2 separate regions of the Mus musculus genome follow, and region 1 is linked to region 2. The links are chromatin contacts, called in public HiChIP or PLAC-seq maps. All regions are on one chromosome and are shown on one strand. Each heading gives the region's core, a stretch centred on a gene start, on an enhancer-like site or on the middle of the called end of the contact. The rest is flanking DNA. Distances are from core to core; before and after follow the strand shown.

The links. HiChIP or PLAC-seq counts read pairs in DNA pulled down with a chosen protein or histone mark.
Region 1: an H3K27ac HiChIP or PLAC-seq map of the HPC-7 cell line shows a contact between it and region 2, with 7 times the contacts expected there. The contact joins two enhancer-like sites. A contact is called at or near these places in 2 of 484 Hi-C or Micro-C datasets (bone marrow-derived macrophages and peritoneal macrophages) and 4 of 115 datasets of contacts at active chromatin or transcription factors (the HPC-7 cell line, bone marrow-derived macrophages, embryonic basal ganglia and 1 more).

Annotation. Positions count from the first base shown.
Region 1 is chr4:95,845,765-95,853,281 of GRCm38.p6, forward strand. Fggy (FGGY carbohydrate kinase domain containing) reads left to right here. Exons shown (of 16, transcript NM_001113412.1): 14 at 3,818-3,912. Among named protein-coding and RNA genes, the nearest start is that of Hook1, 120 kb to the right of the region's middle. Within about 2 kb of position 4,772, at least 89 of the 459 cell types and tissues checked have an H3K27ac peak or open chromatin away from gene starts, as enhancers often do. A contact at or near this core is called in the HPC-7 cell line, where this site is marked.
Region 2 is chr4:95,207,747-95,214,981 of GRCm38.p6, forward strand. It overlaps Gm12708 (predicted gene 12708), which reads left to right. Exons shown (of 4, transcript NR_166673.1): 3 at 348-603; 4 at 1,126-1,988. It overlaps Gm32240 (a long non-coding RNA gene), which reads right to left and starts at 200. Exons shown (of 3, transcript XR_376399.3): 1 at 41-200. Within about 2 kb of position 4,230, at least 22 of the 459 cell types and tissues checked have an H3K27ac peak or open chromatin away from gene starts, as enhancers often do. A contact at or near this core is called in the HPC-7 cell line, where this site is marked.

The sequences.
Region 1 (7,517 bases), core at 3,522-6,021, 640 kb after region 2:
CCACCTGGATGGAAGCAGGTTAAAAGCCAGCTTCAGTACAGGGAATGGGGAAAAGAGGACCCTTGAGCAGGGTAGCCAGAGGTGACCTGGGAACAGCCTGGGCAGGCACGACAGCTCAGGGTTTTGTGAAAATGGGCCATCCTCTAGTCATGTGTCCCTGAGCGTCAAAAAAGCCAGGGAATGCCACTTTGCTGCAAGCTCTGCATTGGGAACTGTTGTTCTCTGGGCTGCTGAATGGAAGGCTGTTAGTGGCTGTTTGGGTTCAGGCAGAAATTGGACCCTTTGTCTCTAACTACTGGCTAGTTACAGTTGTGGACAAAGAGACCTTTTCTTGGCCTGAAATTCCTCTACTCATGACTGACAAAGGATGGCACAGTGCATCTGCCTTCAAATGCTTTGGCTTCTGCTAAACTCATTAATGCATCCGATAAAATAGCTGACATTCCAGGCAAAGCCTCCCTCTTCCTGCCTTTACCCAGGGCTCAGAGAAAGGAATGCACTTGAGTCTGTTCTGTAAAGAAGCCTGGGGAAAGGTGAGGCCCTGGTACCTTTAAGCACTACAATTGCGCTGCTTTCCCTGTCCAGAACAATGTAGAGCAAAACACAGCATAGTATGAAATCCTCAGACATCCGCATGAAAAATTGCAGAGCCGAGTAGTGGAAAGATCAGCAGGCCAGCTGTCTGACGTAGAGGAAGTCACTTTACTTGTGAGAGCCTGGGGTCCCTCTTCTGAAAAAAACCACAACGTTGTTGTCTACCTCATGTAGACCACTCTGGGGAATTGAGTTCTAGGTTCTTGGAGCTCATAGGGAGTGATCCTAGCCTGTTGCTTCACTTCCTCCCTCCAGGCAGCCCTATGCCCCAAAAGGAGAAGGCATGGTGGAGAAAAAGAGTTTAAGATTTTATAAGCAATTTTGGCCAGGTTAGGAAAAGCAGGCTTTATTAAGGCAGGAAATATGGGCTGTACCACCTTGGGAAATGACTTGGGCACCAGAGGCACTTCCTGTACCCTGGCCATGGACTTAACTGTGATTTCCAAAAACAGTCTGCATGCGTGTACCAAGTAACTGTAACCGTCCTGCAGACTTGGGACTAAATGTTCAGTCTTGTAAATTGTGCTTTTTTAGGGCTGGCAGTTTCTCTAGGGTTTCCTTCTTCCTGTCTCACTATTCTGACTTTTAGTTCTTTACCCCCCAACACCCCTCCTCCCGCCAACACTCACAAGCACCCCCTGGGTACACAGGCTGTCAAGTACTTGGCTTGAGGATACAAAGAACAAGATGTCTCCAAGAAGTCCATTACCAAACAGCAAAGTTTCCATTGTCTTCTGACCAGTGTGCAGAAGAATATAATAGAGACCCGGAGATCAGAGGTGACAGGCCAGGCAGGAAAGGTAAGCTTACTTAAACTTGGCCAACTTGAATAAAGGGTTTATTTACAGAGGTAAGGAAAACCTAGGCAGCCAGGAAGACCCCCATAGCTGCTAACCTATTTCTATTCCCTAGGCTTAGGGATGAGGAACTGGAGGGACCCAGCCCAAGATAGGAGCTTAGTTCAGTTTTAACCAGAGGGCACTTTGCAAATGAGAAAACAGAGGTAAGAAATGGTTAAACAACCTGTCTAATATTGCACAGCTGTGTCAGCAAGGAAGCCAGAATTCAAACTCTGGCAAGCCAATTCAAGAGTGAGAGCTAATGAGGAGCTACTAGGGGGTTCCCCTGGCCTCTACTGTCTAAGGGAGCAGCCTAGGACTCATTCCTTCCTACTCAGAAATTGTGAAGTTGTGGGTCTATTGTGAAGAGCTGAAGATGAACAATGTTTGGAAGAGTGTCTTAAAACAAAACAAAACAAAACAAACAAACAAAAAAACCCAGTTCTCTATCAATAGGAGGCCTGAGTGGTAACAGATTTACACAGCGTGTAGTATGATTTCTGGCTGAGCCACCAGTACCTTTCTTTGTGGCCTGGTATCTGTCTTTTTCCTTCCTCGAAGCTCTGCTCTCCAGCTCCCATGACATCCATACAGAGCCTTTGTTCTTGGCCATGTTGAGTCTAACAGTAACAGCCACCATGTCCCCAGGGCTTCACACAGAATGCAAACATGGGAGCTCCACCTGAGTGCGCTGTCACCAGCCCACACAGTGCACCTGTGCAGTGAGCCTGGTCCCTATTTGATTTCTGTTTCCTGGCTGTCTGTAAGGGGGTGGGAGCTGACCTGACCTGGAGGAGCTAGGTAAGTTAGCAAATGAGCCTCCTTAGAAGAGGAGGGAAGGGAACTGTGGCCTTTGTCTAAAGGAACCATTTCATCTGTAGAACTTTCCAAGTAGGATCCCTATCTTCAAATGTTTATTTAAGTTTCATGTCCACTGTGTCATCCACTGGCCCGGAGGTTACCAGGGCTGAAGGCATTAAAGAGATGGGGAAGGACTCCAAAAGAAAGAAAGCAGGGAGGAAGCCAGGCCTGAGCCTCTCTCAGATCTGTCACTTTTCCTGGTGGCTTAGTAGCACAGTGAGAAGCAGGTTCTGTTATAATTCTTCAAGTCCTCTAAGATGTCAGAAGGATTCTGTTTACCAACTGTCTGTGTAGGGGGATGGCTAGAGCTGACCTGAACTGGAGGAGATAGGTAAGATACTAAGTGGGCTTCCCTAGAGAGGCAAGAAGAGGGCTGTAGCCTTTGTCTAAAGGAAGCCTTTCTGCTGCAGACCTTTCCTCTGTGGCATTTCCCGTCATCTATTGATTAGAAAATCATGTCATCCTGTGAAAGTAGGTGGAATTTTATCCCCATCCTTCAGATCAGGAAACTGAGGTACAGAGGGGTGGAGATCCTAACTTAGGATCACACTGTGAACTGAGTGAAGAAGCAGAGGTGTAAATCACGTAAGGAACCAGAACTGCCTGTGAAATCCACATGGATCTTCAACCTTGGCACTTGTCATGTAGGCGGATTCTTTGCGCCTGGTGGATACCTACTTACCTTCGCATGACATTTCAGTCACATGACTGTTTCAGTCCCATGTTACTGTCAACCGCTGGCTCAGAGACTCATTCTCTCACCAGTTAATTGATGGCTTGGACCCTGCTCTAAGTGTCAGAGACATGGTGGTAGACAGAATGGAGCCCCTAGCCTCATGTAATGTCAGTTGCAGGGCAAGGTGCAGGACTAAGTAAGGAAACCACATGGTAGAAAAGGGGGTGGGGGATATAGGAGCACAGAAGGAGCAATGAAGTTGTCTCATCGTTCTAAACACAGTGACCAAGGAAAGCTAGGGTTGCATTTGTACTGTGGTGAAGAGCCAGTTACATGGACATCTGGAAGAGCTCTGAAACCAACTCAAGAAATCACAAGGAAAGTAGGTTCATGTGGTGGCTAGGAAAAAGAGAAGCCAGATGGTAAGGGTCTTACCAGACTATCTAAGGATTATGGCTTGTACTGGAGATGAGTCAGAGAACCAGCCCTTCCATGGCCTGTATCCATCAGCCCATCTGAGACTGGATTAGCAGGGAACAGCCTTTCATTTCAGCCTTTACTGGGCCCAGCAAAACATGTGATAAAGTTAGAGGTAAACCAGGAACCTGGGTGCCAAAGCCTTACAAGTTGATAGGTATGGTATTGGCCACCTTGAGGCTTGTGGCTGGTACACTGGCCATCACAAGGCAGAGAAATCTCCCAAAACCCAAATCCCAAGGACTGGGGACTTCGGGGAGGTATAAAGTACTGCTGCTTTGACATCAGCGGGTTTGCCTCCAGAGGTGTTTGCTGGCTCCTCACAGCCCTGGTTCTACTGTTAACCAAGGTATGACTTTGTCCTGTGCAGGCATGCCTGTGGTCCTGTCACAAGAGGTGGAGTCTGTCCTCGTGGGAGCTGCTATTCTGGGTGCCTGTGCCTCAGGGGACTTCACTTCTGTGCAGGTATGTTAGGATCCATGGGTGGCTGTGGTCCCTGCCCTGTCTGAGGCTGTCTGTCCTCTTGACAGCAGCTCACAGCTTGCAAAACACATACAGGATATAATTAGGGAATGATAGGTTGCAGCCAGAGAATCACAGGCACTCGCCGCCTCTGACGTAGTCACTGTGGCCTCCCTTTGGTTTCACCTCTGTTCATGTGAATTGTTCTGCTTCTCTCTCTTTATAGGAGCTCCTACATTATTTAGCTTCAGTTTCTGCTTGGCCATTTTCCTTTGATCAAGTGAAAGAGTTGATGCTCAAAATATTGGTTTTCCACATGGGCTTCAGTGTTTTATTTGTTTATTTCATCTGCATCACTTTCCAAATACCTTTGAAGCCTGGGCCAACAAGAAACACAAAAGAAAGTGTTGGTGAGGGGAAAAAAAAAAAGAATTAAAAATAAAAAGAAGGAACAAAGTTTAGGAAGCCGGAAACAATTTGGTGGTGGTGATTTGAGTACACGATTTTGCTCTGAGCTTCCTGGCAGCCAAGACAAAAAAAAAAAAAAAAAAAAAAAAAAAAGCATGATAAATTGCATAATTCTTATTTTCAAAAAGAGGAAGCATCCTAGTTTCTGGTAAGAGACAAGCTTTTCCTGATGTGAAATAACAAAAGATGTTGTACATGCTAGAGGTTGTTAAAGGCTCCCAGCATTAAAATGATAACAACAACAAAAATCCTTTTAAAAAATGAGTATAAGGTAGACTATGATGACAGTCAGGCTCTGCAGTTAGACCTTTTGGTCTCAAATGCTGGCCTCCCTACACGCAAACTCTGAGGACTCAACCATCTCCTCTGCACTTGTACTTCCCTAACTCTAACAGTGGCCAGTAGCTGGCTTGTAAATTCTCCTATGGCTCGGTTGAGCGTATATAGTCCCCACCACAGCTCTCGTATCCCCATTTTAGAAATGGGGAAGTTAGGCAATCTTCCTCTCCTCTTGTATCTTTTCTCTTTCTTTTCTTTTCTTTTCTTTTCTTTTCTTTTCTTTTCTTTTCTTTTTTCTTTTCTTTTCTTTTCTTTTTTTTTTTTTTTTTTTTTTTTTTTTTGTGAGATCTGATGCTTGGAGCTTTGGTAGTCCTCTTGGGCTGATGAGGTTTGTAGAGCAGATATTAGACACTGTAGAACACATCCTTGGTTGCTGAGCCAATCCTGGAAGCAGAGTACTAGCTCTTGGCCAAGCTCATGAAACAGCCAGTATAGAGCTGGAAGAAAGTCAGACCCCCAGCTACCAGCTGAGAACCAGGCACTTCAACCACTTGCCCGCATGCCCCAGTGTTAAGTGACAAACCAGGTGTTCTAACAGTACCCCAATAATTAGAATTCAATTTGCTGTGACTGCCTAGTGTGGCAGACCCTGTGCTAAGTTCTTTAGTATAGCTCTCCTAATGCATATAATACCCTTTCATGGCCTGTAAGAGAGACCCAGAAAACTTACAAACACAGACCATTAGAAACTTCCAGTGGCAGAAGCCCATTTCCAGTTTAAGAATGGAGCTGGGCATGTGGCTTGGTGCTTAAAGCACTTCACAGCTCTTCCAGAGGACCTGCATCCAATTTCCAGTACATTAGGTGGTTCATCTGTGGAGTTATCATCTGTAACTCCGGTACCAGGGAGTCTACTGCCCTCTCTGGCTTCTGGGAGTACCTGAACAGGGGTGGTGCCTATGCATAAACCTATGCATTCAATCTATACACAAAACAAAAACTAATCAATTACTCAATACGAAATAATATGTGCAACTAATTGTCATTGGATGGGCTGACTGTAGTGATGAATTGTCTCTAAAAGGTCCAGTCTGGAGGCAGTGGCATTAGTGTGATTGCATCTGGAGCTGCTTTGGAAATATAAATACATGCACTTGGCATTCTTCTTATTTCCTCCAAAAAGAAGCAAATGGAGCTCACCAAGCCTGAGACTAGCTTAGACTCCACAAGATGATCCTGTCTGTGATTCATACTTTTCAGCCTAAACTTCAACACAGACTTTTCTTAGAACTTCCAAGATTCTAGCTTGGTCCTCACAGGGCCTAAGAAAGATGAGTGCTTCCTGCCAGATACCCAGTTCCCTCAGCTGTCATGGTTGATGGATCTTACCTAGATAGGCTGACTCCGAAAACACTGCCAGGGTCATCTCCTTCAGATAAAGGAAGGGCTAAGATCATGGGTTGAAGAAGACATGGTTGGAAAATTAGAGAAAGAGCTTATATGTGCTTGAAGAGAACCTGTCCCGATTTCCTGTGGCCATGAGTGACATCAGGCTTGGGTAGAGCTTATACCTTCCTTTTCCAATACCAGTGGATCAAAGGGAGCCATAATAATGGTTTTACTAGAAGTTACTGCTAACTTCTACATACCAGAAATCTGAGAGGATTTAGTCAGCTAAAGGAAAAAGAGAATGGGTGAACTTTACAAGAGTAGTGTTAGAGAGAGGGGCTGAGTCCAGGTTCCATTGCTATCACGTGCGCTGGCACATAGGGGCAATTCTTTTCTCATGCCCCCTGCTCTTTCCTCCATGCAGAGTTTCAGCGTCAAGGGCTTTGCCCCTCTTCTCTGACCCTTTCCTACCCTTCCATATCTTCTCAGTATTCCCTTTTTAAATGAGGGACTCAAGAATAAAGGTTGAAGAGTATCCTAATGAACTGTCCTTCAGGAAGCCTCCAGTCTGGCTCCACCCAAGGAAAGTCATGCCATCTGTATGTCGCAGCTTAATGCTGCAAAAACAGGAAACAGGTATGCTACTCTTGGGATCAAAGTCCAGATGTTGAGCTGTGTCAAGGGACAGGTAGAAGGGAGTCTTATCCATTCTCTTATTTGTATGTATGAAATCATATGGCCTTGGCTGATGAAGTGTCACTCAGTATCACTGCGCTACAAAATAATCCCCTGCATATCTAGGAAACACAAAACATATCATTTGAAGTTGGTAGCAAAATATAATACTATGAAAATTAAAATATATAAGTTTAATTTTAATATATTATATATTTATATAGGACATATAAATATACAATATATTTATTTATAAAATAATTAAATATAAATAATAAATATATGATTAAATATAATCTATTTATATCTATCTATATAGATATAAATATATTATAAAACAAGAAGCTAGTTTCAGGAAGTTGTGAAAGAAAAAACAACCACATAGTGGAGACAGACATAAAGTGCCTTTCCAGTGGCTGCTTTCTTCAGACCTCCTGCAGAGGTCATTAACTTTGTGTATTTCTTTTTTTTATCTTAAGTAGAAGCAAGTTTTGTTCCACAAGCTTTCATTCCAGGAGTGCTATTTATCTTAAACTGCCCTCTCCCTTTCCCAACCTTTCCCTACAAAGCAGAGGATTGAAGATCCCAAGACAAATTTATGCAAAAGGGACAGTGATGGGTGCCTAACAAACACATATGGCCACTGTAAATGTCGTGTGGGTGTGAGGAAATGACCCAGGTCCTTAGAAGCCTCTCCACCACCCCACCACTGGAGGGGTGTCCCCATCAGCTACTGACTGTGCTGGCACTGAACTGCCATTAGCTCCCACCAGACTCCTGCTTCTCCCCAACTAACA
Region 2 (7,235 bases), core at 2,980-5,479:
TATCAGCTGTTCAGCATAATCATTACTCCTGATATTTTACCATCAGATTAGAACTGTTGCTTTCTCTGTAGTGGTGGCCTGCCAAGGTCTTGGTCCTGGGGAAGATGGGTGAGGTTCAGAAATGTCGAACAACCCCTCTGCTCTTTGTCGTGTAAGAACCAGAGGAAGGAATGTCTGTGGTCATGTGGAATATTCTGGCAGATGCGCTGGACGTAGGACCTTTGAACTCTGATCTGGCTGGGAAAGCAAAATCTGCCTTTCAGCTTGGATCACTCTTTTCCTTAAATGGCATTCTCTTTCTTGGGAAGATCCGCACCTCAGGGATGGCTGTTTTCTTCTCCCTTCAGGGTTCCAAGAAACCTGATATTGCTGTGGTTCTTCTGTGTGGTCCTGCCCATCTGATCCACTGCTCTGCCCACTCTGCCTCCTCTCATCCATAGAAGGACCAGCCCTGCATCCCCTAGGTTCCTGAGTCCTCTAAGTCATTACTTGTAATTTTTATTGTGACCAAAGAGATACTCTAGCAGGAGACAGGCAGTGGGAAGAGAATAGTCACTCACCGCTGCTGCCCCCTACCCCTCCACCCCAGAGGTCCAGATTCAGGTAAGTATAGACAGAGCAGGCAATTATTCTCATCCTCTGGCAACTTTGGGAACTTCTGAGAAGACAGCAGAGGCACCATGTGGATGTTCTTCCAAGAGATGCTGGTGCCTTCCAGAGGCCAAACCTCTCTGAGTGTAGACTGTAGACAAAGCAGGGCTCCACCATGGAAGGATGGATTAAGGCATGAAATAAAGTGAAATCTTTTCAGGGTTGAAGGCTGATTTCTAAATTTGAGGCGCTACTTTATCTCCCCAGAGAAGAACAGGCTCTTAGTCTGGAGCGCAGCCTCAGGGGAGAAGCCGAGGTGCCATTAGGAGCTGTGCCGAGACTTCCAATAGAGAAATCTGCTGTCTCTGCTGTAGAGGCCTTACAGAGCACTGTGCTGTGAATTCAGTTCTTATCCCCGGTGTGTTTGAAACCTGTCGCAGAAACTACACACAGAAACTATATGGCTTCTTCTAAGCCCTCCTTCTACCCTGCAGGGCAAGTTCTTGGGCCTCAAGGCTCTCTCTCTCTCTTTAGGGACTTTAGCCACGCTTCCTGAGGCCTGGCATATCACAGAACTTGCTGGAAGTCACTTGTGAGGCAAGCCCTTGGCAAGCAGCACTGAGTATGACATTATCTGCTGTGACGGAGGTCTAATATCAGATCATTTACGCGACCTTGTCCAACAAGGACAGAAGTAAATATCTTCCACGCACATGCCATCCGATCCAGGCAACAGCCCAGGGAGGAGGACTGCTGTTTCTCCTCACACTGTGCAAGTGGAGGTGCAGAAAGGAGGGGCCACTGGAGCCTAACTTCCACCCACCCTCAGCTGTTTTACACCTGAGCCCTCAGGGAGGCTGCAACTCGGTTTTTTTATGAGGTTAATGGGAAAATGTGCTGTGTGATACGAGCCCCAGCAGAAGAGGAAACAGCCCAGGGGTAGATTTTAGCAAGAAAGAACTGAAAGCTTGAGAATGATGGTAGACTGCCACAAGTCCCTTGCTGGGTCACCTGTCCCCTCTTGCCGTAACAATGAAGGCCTATGCTTGCATCTCAGTTTTGACATGACTGCCCAGAGGTGTCTACACAAGCACTCAACAGCTCCTACTTGGTTTAAATCTCACTTCCCCTATGAAGCCTTCCTGGACCTTCCAAAGGGTATCTTTGATGTGTGCTAACATAATCACTCATAGTTGCCCATATGCACCCACCCAACCCCCCAAGCCTGCTGATGCTAAACTTTCTTTCAAAATGGGGAAGTATTTGCCTACATTACCCCTCGCACAACCTCTGTTATATCTTACACAATCCCCAGGTTACTCATAATCTTACAACAACCTGAATGCTTTGTTAACATTTGTTATACTCTATTGTTCAATAAACAATCAAGAGAAAAACTTTGTATGAATTCCATACAAATGCAAGGGTTTTTTTTTTCTTCCTTATACAGCAATAATTTCAACTCACAGTTGGTTGAATCCATGGGTGTGGACCAAAGGGATGCCGAGGGGCTGACAACACACCAGTCTTCTTTTCTTTATACTTGAATAGGTTTCTGTAGAAACCCAACTAAAGCCTCAAGAATTCTATGGGCCTCACCAGGATAGCTGAAAGCTTTCTTCTTTCCTGAGGAAGGCTGCATTGGGGTGGGGGCCCAGCCTTGTTTTCAGTGGCCACACTGGAAAGCACTAAAAGGAAAAAGGCTCTGGAGATTCAGACAACTTTTTCAGTCCAAGAAAGAATTCTGGAGTAGTGACAGCTCCATCATGGGTGCCTGCAAACCTAGGCAAAGGGGAAGTCATGGTGGAGGCATGGGTGGGATAGAATGGAGATGGTTCAGGGTTGGGTCTCAGGTGAGATCTTCCAGTTCTAAGGTTGGTGTTCAGTCACTGAAACACCCCTCCATCTCATGCAGAAATTCTTTCAAAACTAAATGGGCCCTGCAAGGCAGGTAGGAGCCAGTCCATAGAAGAGGCATAAGGCACAGAGAAGTAAGGTCTGCCTCCAGCCTGCTGGTAGAGGATGAAGGTATATTTGAGCATAGCTCTCCATCTCATGTACCTCTTTGCCCTGTATTGTCCTTGCCTCCTTGTTCTTGGAAGTCATCTATCAGAGGTCATCAGATACAGCCTGCTTAGAGGGAACAAGTCTAGCCTGCACCATAATCTCCAGACTCAGTCCTTCCCGAACTTCCTCTTATTTCCTCCTAGAAGGAATCTGCTCTTTGATAACTTTTTTATAGGACTTCTGGCTACATTTATGCAATTTGTATGGCCTGTGAGCAGGTGAGATAAAATGAGAGTTTTGTTTGGAGAGGGGTTTAAGAACCTGTAGTTCATTCTAATTAAAAAAATGAGAGGGAGAAGAAGAAAAAGGAGAGGAACAAGGAGAGGAAGAGAAGAGGAAAGAGGAAGAGAAAGGTAAGAGGGGAAGAGGAGAAGCAGGAGAAGTAGGTGTGATAGAAGAAAAAAGGAGGAGAAGTAGTAGTTGTAGAAGAAGAAGGAGGAGAGAAGAAGAAGGAGGAGAAGAAGAAGGAGAAGGAGAAGGAGGAGGTGGAGGAGGAGGAGGAGGAGGAGAAGGAGAAGGAGAAGAAGGAGAAGGAGAAGAAGGAGAAGAAGGAGAAGGAGGAGAAGGAGAAGGAGAAGGAGAAGGAGAAGGAGAAGGAGAAGGAGAAGGAGAAGGAGAAGGAGAAGGAGAAGGAGAAGGAGAAGGAGAAGGAAAGTGGCAGCTAAAACAAAACCCAAGTAGGATGCCTGCCCAAGGTTGGCAAGATTCAGCATAGAGTCCAGGCCAGACCCAAGCCTGGACAAAGGGGAAATTGCTTGCCTTACATGGGAGCAAGTCTCCAAATGCCTCCTGAAGCCACCTTCAGCAAGTCTGAATATATGCTTATATGGCTAGAGTTTTCAATTATTTAGAACATTGAGTGTTAAGTAAGTGAGATTCCTCCATTAAGACAAAATATAAACAGAAAACTGAGCTAGGTGCTGGGCATGCAGGGCTACAGAATGTATGGCTCTATCCCGAGGCAGCTTGGTGATCATTGGAGAAAATAAATTGAGATAGAAACCTGAGGGTCTCAACCAGCGGTTCTCAACTTTCTTAGTGCTGTGACCTTTTAATATAGTTTCTCATGTTGTGGTGATCCCCAATCATAAAATTATTTCATTGCTACTTCATAACTGTAATACTACTCCAGTTCTGAATCCTAATGTAAATATCTGATATGCAACCTCTGTAGGGGTCATGACCCACAAAGTTGAGGACCACAGGATGAAGGAGGAGAGCCTAGTTTTGAAGGGAAGATTGAAAACAGAAAGCCTTTATAGGAAGTCATGAAAGTACATAACTGGGCAGCTGTCAGCTCAGGACTGCCATTCTGTCCTTTCCACCTGCCTTGTCCAGGGCAAGCCAATGTTCAGATCCAGCAATTCTGTGTTAGCAAGTGCATTGTCGTAGTTTGAATGAGAATGGCCTCCACAGGCCCCATATGTTTGAATATTTCAGCCCTAGTGGGTAGAACCTTTTGGGAAAGATTAAGTGGTGTGGTGCTGTTGCTGTGTCACTGGGGGTGGGCTGTGAAGTTTCAAAGGCCTATACCATTCCTAGTTAGTTCCTTTTTTGTCTCATGCTGTGAATTAAGATGCAGCCTCTCAGCTACTGCTCTAGCACCATGCCTGCCTGACTGTTACCATGTTCCTCATACAATAGACTCTAACCCTGTAACTCTGTAAACCCCCTTTGAACTCCTTCTTCTATAATTAGACTTGGTTATGGTGTCTTATCACAGCAAAAGAAAGGTAACAAAGATAATGTGATTCTAACAAGATGAGAGCATGAAGAATAAAGAGACACTGGGGTCAGCAGGCAGTGACTTCAAACCTGACTTGTCTTATACTTGCTTGGAAGCTTAGTGAGACCCACCTCTCTCCTCACTCTCATTTACTCAGAACTCCCAGCATGTCATCTAATTGGCTTAGTTTCTTATGACTGTTGTGTTTTATACAAAGATAGAGAGAAGGAAGGAGATAGAGAAAAGGAAGGAATATGTGTGCTGAAAGGGGCAGTATGGTGTGGGGGAAGGGGGTGCCTCTGTGGGCCCATGCTGAGGCATCCCTTCCCCCGTGAGGTACCAACCACACGATGGTGTAGTATAGAATAAAGTTTATTCCAGGCATGAGGATGGGATTTGAGACAGAGAGAGGGGGGTGGGGAGTGGGAGAGGGAGCAAGTGAGCATGAGTACTGGAGAGAGAAGGGGGAGGGGAATGGGGATAAGGAGCAGGAGCAAGAGAGGAAGAGAAAGGAACAAGAGAGCAAGAGGGTGAGGAGGGGGCAAGCAGCTCCTTTCATAGTGAAGTCAGGCACAACTAGCTGTTGCCAGGTAACTGTGGGGCAGAGCCTAGACAACATACCAACAATGACCAGAAGCTTCCGTAAGGCAGGCAAGGCAGGGGTTTGGAAGTAAGTAGCCTGGCTGACAGTACACGGAAGTGTTCAGTTTCATGTCATGCCTGAGTGTGCAACCTTTATTTCATTTAAATAAGTTTTGGGCATGCCTAGCACCAAGACTATGTTCATATTGAGTGCATTTCTGCCTCTGTTATTCTTAAAGGGTCCTGGAAGCTCCCAGGATGCTGGGCTTCAGCTTCCCAAGGAAGTTTACCCAAGGGACAGTCAGCTGATGTGACTGCCTGCCATCACATGTTTCGAAGTCCATTGTTATTTAAAAAAAAAAGAGCAGAGTAAGGGCTATTATTAGCATCTATCAAAGGGCAATCATACTTCCTAGTCACAAGTCTTTGGGAAGAAGGACATTTGAAGCCATGCCTGGGTGGCATTGGTGGTGCAATATGCTCTGGGGTGGAGGTGAGTTTCATAATTGTCACGCCTGTCAGGTGATGCTGAACTTTGCCTCCCAGATACTTCTGTAGTCCAGGGACAGCTGGCCTGGCATTTCTGGGGCAGGACAGCTGGGAACTTCTCTTTTGCAAGACTTGATGTGTGCTGCATGGAAGACCTAGTAAGAGCAAACGCCAACATTCACCCTCCTCATTTCAATTTATTTCAGTTAAATTACCATGAGCATTTATACCCAAACCTTCTTTTTCCCTCGACTAGAGGGCATCTTAGTGAGGCCAAAGCTCTAGAGAGGATGTTGCTCCATACCTGGTTAAAGATGCAGCCCACAGTAGAGATAAATAGGCATTGTCAGAAATAGAAAAGTTGGATCATGGGATCACAAGTAAGGACAAAGAGAAGCCACAGCCCAAGCCTCTCTCTTGACAGACCCTGTGCTGAACCTGGACCTGGTCACCTGACAGATTTGTGCTGAACACACGGTTCAGTGGCATGACCTTGGGGTATTCACCACCATTCTAAGACCCGGATCTTTTATCTACAAAATGGGAATTAGTAACCCAAGGCACAAAGGGAGTAAGAAGAAGCTCCTGGCCTCCATCTCCTTTCCTTTTGTCTTCACTATATAAAACTTTTGTCATTCCTCTTGCTGTGACAGCTGACCCTCACCTCCAGGTCTGCGGCCATGATGTAGCCTTTGTCTCAAATGTTCTTTAACTGTGTACAAAGTGCCTGCCCATGCTTTAAAACCCAGAGAAGGCTTTTCTGATCCTAGGAAGATCCTTTCTATCCTCATCACCCTGGTAGGAAAGTAACCAAGACTCTATCAGAGCCCATGAAGCACCTGAGACATGATTTGACACCCGGGCAGAGCACGTATCATCTCCCAACAGGTTAGAAGCCAATTCAAGGTCTGTCATAAATCCCCTGACTGGTAATCACCTCAGGAGAAGAGACTAAAAAGAACTGGTAGAATGTTCTGGGTGGATAGAACAGTGCTTGTTTCCTGGCTGCCAGCCTGGGTCACCTGCCCAGTCATTGGAACTAGTGTCTAAGGGCACATTTTTCCAAGCATCTATGTGCTTAAGGTGAAATCACTTTTAATGAGCACTGCCCCATAGACTCACATATTTAATGTTTGGTTTCCAGTTGGTTTAGGAAAGATTAGGAGGTGTGGCCTTCTAGCAGCACCCCCCCCCCAAGTACTTATAGGTCAGATGTAAGCAGTCAGCTACTGCTCCAGTGGCATACCTTCCTGTCTGTTACTATGCTTCCTGCCATGATGATCATGGACTAACCCTCTAAAATTGTAAGCAAAACCCCCATTAAATGCTTTCCTTTATAACATGCCTTAGTCAGGGTGTTATCTCACAGCAATATAACACTAACTAATACAGAAGTGGCTTGATGCTGTGGCAGACCTGATAGTGCACTTTGTTGGAGAAATTTGGCAGATTTTGGGACTTTGGACTAGGGAGGCAATTGAGCACTTTAAATGTATCTTAATGGGTGATCCAGGGGATCATGGAAGATAGTAGTGCTGAGAGCAATGTGGAATGTGGAGGCCCAGTCAAGATCTTTCAGTGGGGCTTTGAGATTTCAAAAGCCCACACCAGACCCAGTATTGATCTCTTTCTGTCTGCAATCTGTGGATCCAATCGGAGCTCTCAGTTACTGCTCTAGCACCATGGCAGCCTGTTTGGTACCACACTCCCTACCATGATGATCCACACTGGAAAGGAATAATTAGTTGTTCTTATTGTTGAAGAAGTGTGTGAGGAATGT